Linked DNA regions of Mus musculus: region 2 is linked to region 1. A link is a contact called in public promoter capture Hi-C data. All regions are on one chromosome and are shown on one strand. The core of a region is the stretch at or near the end of the contact, and the rest is flanking DNA. Distances in the headings are between cores, read along the strand shown. Region 1 overlaps Pknox1 (Pbx/knotted 1 homeobox). Region 2 overlaps Wdr4 (WD repeat domain 4).

What was found. Capture Hi-C pulls out chosen DNA fragments and counts their contacts.
Region 2: a contact with region 1 is called in a promoter capture Hi-C map of liver. The contact joins two enhancer-like sites. A contact is called at or near these places in 6 of 484 Hi-C or Micro-C datasets (bone marrow-derived macrophages, embryonic stem cells, liver and 1 more), 8 of 115 datasets of contacts at active chromatin or transcription factors (the 230-238 cell line, the HPC-7 cell line, bone marrow-derived macrophages and 4 more) and 3 of 9 other capture datasets (adipose tissue, liver and pancreatic islet).

The regions. Positions count from the first base shown.
Region 1 is chr17:31,606,413-31,609,112 of GRCm38.p6, forward strand. It overlaps Pknox1 (Pbx/knotted 1 homeobox), which reads left to right. Exons shown (of 11, transcript NM_016670.3): 11 at 1-1,281. Among named protein-coding and RNA genes, the nearest start is that of Cbs, 29 kb to the right of the region's middle. Within about 2 kb of position 1,334, at least 4 of the 459 cell types and tissues checked have an H3K27ac peak or open chromatin away from gene starts, as enhancers often do. A contact at or near this core is called in liver, where this site is marked.
Region 2 is chr17:31,505,173-31,507,872 of GRCm38.p6, forward strand. The region is part of intron 3 of Wdr4 (WD repeat domain 4); the gene reads right to left. Among named protein-coding and RNA genes, the nearest start is that of Wdr4, 6.0 kb to the right of the region's middle. Within about 2 kb of position 1,314, at least 9 of the 459 cell types and tissues checked have an H3K27ac peak or open chromatin away from gene starts, as enhancers often do. A contact at or near this core is called in liver, where this site is marked.

The DNA of each region.
Region 1 (2,700 bases), core at 84-2,583:
AGAACTTGCCAGCAACTCCTTTGAGGAGAGAATACTATTTCAAGCAGTCTTTCCCTTACCTATTTACAAACTGTTTTAACAGTTTAAGTCCGGCATACAAAAGCCTGCACGATCAGCTGGCTCTATTAGGTTTAGAGCAGAAGTACATCTCTCTTGTGAGCCCTGCAGAGCTCTGCCAGTCCCCAAAATGGAAGCACAGCCCCTGCTGCACCAGCTGGTGGCGCTCTAGCTGGGATTCGAACACCATGCTCTACCGTGTCCTTTCCAGTTGAAATCATCTTTCCTAAGCACAGAACTCTAGCCTGCTAAATCAAAGGAATATCATGAAGATCGTAAGAGAACCCCAGGCACGGTGACACACTCCTGTAATCCCAACACTCAGGAACCTGAGACAGGAGGCAAGCCTGGGCTACTTGACCCTGTCTTAAAAAAAAAAAGCTAGTAAAAGAGCTGGCACAGGGTCATATCCTTTCACCTCCCCGTGCACAGAGATGCTTTTAAGTGCTCCCCATGAGGCGAGCCATGCTGGTTCATAGAGTCCCTGCCCAGCAGATTTGGTGTCTGCCAGTTGCACCTTTGAGACACCTGCTTGCTGGGCACAATGGCATATTCCTGTAAACAAGCACTTAGGAGGCTGAAGCAGGAGGATTGCTGCAAGGTCGAGTTGGCCTCTGGTGTGTAGTGAAACCCAGTTTCAAAAAAAAAAAAAAAAAATCGAGCAAAACTCCTGCTCGCCTTTCCTTGGCCAGTGCAGAAAACCTTTGAGCTTTGTTTAAATGGTCAGACTCCCAAACATTGGAGCCTTTTGAATGTGTTCTGAGACCTACAGTCAACTCGTGTCATTCCTGCTGTTTGGCTGTCTAGCAGAAATCTAGACTGGCTGACCCACTCCTCCGGTGGGCTCAGGTTTTCTGCTTTCTTGATTCCAGATTGTCAAATAGAAGTGTATATGCAATATGCACTGTGACCCTTGCGGCTAGGGCTGACGGGCCACTGTGTAGCCTGCTGGGTGGCCAGTGCACCTGTGGGGGCAGCGGGAGACTTGCTCCTCCCCCATGGCTGGCAGGGAAATGCCCATCCCAGAGGCCCCTCCCGCAGGTTGTGACTGGAACACAGCAGGCTGCCTTCTTCAGTTAAGTTCGGTCTTTGAAACTGACAATCTTTAAAATGTGAATACTGTAACAATATGTTTTCTTGGATTGTTGTCTTTAAAAGGATTTTTGTGAAGCAATTGATTTATCAAAGAAAAAAAAAATTAAAACCAGAAACATGCCTTGTGGACGATTGATTCTGTAAAGCTTGTGCCACCAAAGTGGACTTTGTCACTCCTAGGCAAGATCCTCAAGATTGCCACACACCTTGCAGTGACACCAGGGTGGGGAGTTGAGGCTACCCTAGCTGTTTGGCTTCAATTAGTTGACATTTTCTCAAGGAAAAAAAAAACTGCAAAGCAGATTTTTCATCGTAACATTTCATACACTGGATTATTTTGGCCTAACAAGAGAATGATTGATGGGTCCAGACCTGTCACCTTTGCTGGTCCCACACTGTAAAACCCCTTGCAAGGTGCCCCTGGACACGTGCAGGAGGTGTTGCAGGTCCCCAGTTTGTGCTTGGAACCGTGGACCAACAGGCTGTTTTCCTTCAGAAGTGTATCTAAGGGCCAGGGGTGATGCTCTCAGTTGGTATAGCGCTTGCCTGGCATGCACAGAACCCTGGGTTCAGTGGCCAGCACCCCATAATCCGGGCAATTGGGAGTAGAGGGTCAGAAAAGCAGAAGTCCAAGCTCAAAGTCGACTGCTTCCTAAGTCTGAGACAGGACAGACCATGTCTCAAAAGAACATCTGAAATTGACTTTGGGTGGCCAATGGCTGGAAGCATTTGACTTTCAGAAGGTGGAGATATGTGTCCTTGAACTCTGCTGTCCAAGGTGGATAGATAAGACCTTGGGCCACCAGTACCAGGCTCTCAAGGGTTTCCTTTGTGAGAAGGGAAAGTCTGGCTTACAGGTTTCACCAAGCTTGAAAATGATGTCTGTGGCTAACAAGACCCAACACGCCTATTTAGACAGAAACAAGCAGAGCAACGGTGGCCTAGCAGACACCACAGGTAGGTGACATGTTCAGATTAAAGCTTAGGGATTTGCATTTTGTTGATTTATACAGTGCTTAGCCCACAAGCCTTTCTATGAACTCAGAGGAAGCCCTGGTGTCATAGTTATATGTCTTTGTACAGTTAGAACTCTAGTCTTTGCTGTGTCCTATGAGCCCCACCCCCTTTTTCAGACCTAAATGTTGCCAGATATAGTGGCTCATGCTGATAATCCCAGTATCTAGGGTGCTGAGGCAGTGGAATTGCAGTTTCAAAAACAGCCTGGGCACATGGGACTGTGCCCAGTCGGGTATGGGGGTCCCTGGAATGAAGGTCCTTGAAGCTGGATGGGTAAGGATTCAGCGGTGACAAACAGAAACAAACACAGAGGCAGATGGAATCTGAGTGTATTCTGCAGCTCTCAAGCAGGGGATTTTATACATTAAAAAACCAAATGTTACATCTCTTAGAAGCTATAGCCAGTGAGACAATCACAAATACCAACAAAAGCCGGGCGGCGGTAGTGCACACCTTCAATCCCAGCACTTGGGAGGCAGAGACAGGCGGATTTCTGAGTTCGAGGCCAGCCTGATCTACAAAGTGAGTTCC
Region 2 (2,700 bases), core at 64-2,563, 100 kb before region 1:
CCTAGCAACCACGCCTGTGTAAATGGGTTCAATGAGCAACTGTGCCAAACTCAAGCACAAACTCTAACTGGGGTCAAGACAAACCACCAACGGTGACACCTGAGGACTGCCCCTGCCCCAGAACTTGCTTCCTGTCTGAGTCTTCCCATGCCATACCCTGCTACTCAGCTCCAGGCAGAAATATCCTGATACCCCACCACCCTCTCAGACTAAGCCATAGAGGCAGCTCCAGGAAGGTATCCGCTGTGGGTAAATCCTGGGGCTAGAGCCCAAGTCAGACCATCAGACGGGAAGCATGCAGGGAGGTCACTCCAGGAGCTGAGGTAGGCAGGTGCCCCTCTGAACCCCATACTACGCGACGGGAGGTATTAGACATATCCCTAATCTTCTGGTCTCAGGGTTTACAGCCAAGAGCCCCACAGAACAGTGGGCTCCCCTCTGGTGGGCTCCAGTGGAGGGAGAAAAGGGTAGTCTCTGTCAACATGTTGCACTGCTGAGCCCTGAAGCTCCCATTTACGTATGGTGCTGCCCCACGCCAGCCTTCTGAGCCACAGAGGTCCTGCCAGGCATCAAGGGTCTCAAAACACCTGCCACAGCTGTCTGTCCATAGCTCTGCCAACCCGGTGCAGAGCAAACAGCCTCTTCCTGTGTGCTGTTACTTTCTGTAGAACACTTTCTAGAATGGTCCAACTGCACACACAGGATTCTTGTTCATAAACACACCCACCAAAACTAAAGGCTTCATCTGTCCCTTGAAACCTTCATCTTTAGCCGACAACCCTGGTTTCTGGCCCAAAAGGCAAATAAGGGGTTCCTGGCCCATCAAGTGGTAGTCTCTATGGCCCTACCACTTTGAACTGATACACTATTACCCACAATTCTCCCATGTAAGACTGAGGGGAGAAGCCAGGTGTGGTGGCCCATGCCTTTAAACCTGGCCCTCTCTTACTGAGGTCCAGCCTGATCTACAGAGGGAGTTCCAGGACAGTCAGGGTTACAGAGAAACCCTGTTTGGAAAAAACAAGGAAGGGAAGAGAGGGGAGGGGGATAAGGGGGAAAAGGATGGAAGGTGGGAGGGAGGGGGGAAGAAGGCAGAGAGGGGAGAAAGAGAGGAGAGAGAACAGAAAGAAGGAAAGTAGAGAGAGACTGAAGACAGCAGCTGGATAGCACCCAGGCCTCAGCCAGGGAGGCCCAGAGCAGCCTGGGGTCCCAAATGCTATGCAGGACAAACTCAAATGCATGCAACTGCTGGAGCCAGGCTGCATGACAGGGGTGTAAAGGTCTCCCTCCAAGGGAGCAGGTTCAGAGTCCAAGGAGATCCGTGCCCAGGACGCACAGTGGCTCCAGAGGATAGAATACAGCAGCCTCCGGTATGAGGGGACTGAGCAGCCCCACTCCACATGCCTGCTGCCATCTGTCCGGATCAGACCTGCCTGCTCTCTTCCCTTCCTCACGCTCACCCCACACTCGCCCTGCCGTCAGATTTCCCAGCAGACAGAGGGAAGGGCTTTCTGTACTTGCCCTACTAACTTCATGAACCCAAAATGCCAAAGGAGGAGTTTTCTCAATTTCTATTTTTCCAAAGAACTCTTACTTTTGAAACTCCTCTTATTGAAAACAAAAACAAAAAAACCAAAAACCCCTAAAGATATAAATGAAGTTCACAAAATGCAAACAACTGTCCAGTGTGCAGAAAGCCACACTGCCTCCCTGGCAGTTGAGACTGAAGATTTGAGAACGATGCAAGATGAGAAAGCACACTTAGAAACCTGTGCAGGAGCTGGAGAAATGGCTCAGCTGTAAAGAGCTTGCGGCTCCTGCAGAGGCCCCAAGTGGTAGGTCACAAGCACTGAACCCCAGCTACAGGGGTTCCAACATCCTCTTTTGGCCTCTTCAGGCCCCGTGCATGTACTCATGTAGACACAAACACCAGGCCCCATGCACATACTCAGTGTAGACACAGTAGACACAGACAAGCACATCATGGGCCTGCCCAGTGGCACTCTACAGCCACAGCAGACCCAAGATGCAACCTCTCCACACCTGCATGCAGCCTGCACTGCTGCTGCTGCCTCCCAAGCAACAGCAACTACATCCCAGTCTCCCACACACCTACATCCTAGCTGTCAAGACCCCTAGCTGCGCTGCTGGCCGGCTATGATCTAAAAACAGGTCAGAGGACTGTCTGAGCTCACACCCAAGGGCAGCCCACAGCACAACCACCATGTAAACTTATGTGAGCCACATACTGAGGGCTAAGGGTGCAGACGAGCAGGGAACATGCTCTGAGCACGAGGCTGTGTCCCCAGCACCTGACTAACAACTCACAGATCATCCACCCCATTCCAGACTGGCACATTAGAGCCTGTGCTGTCATGGTGACCAGGTGATTCTCGTGCCTACTTCTGCAGTCAGTCTTTAACCTAGAAGGATCCCCATCACATTCTCTTCAAAACCTTCTGTGCATATGTGTGGGTTCCCTTGCATGGATACATGCATGTGCGTGCTACAGCACATGCGTGAAGGACAGAGGAACTTCTCAGGCAGTATTCGTGCTTTCATTTTGTTTGAACAGCATCTCCCATTCTTTGCCTCTGCATACACAAGGTTAGCTTGTCTGCAGCTTACAGAGTTCTCTTGTCTCTAGCTCCACCTTTGCTGGAGTGCTGTGATGACAGATGCATACCTCCTATGTCCAGC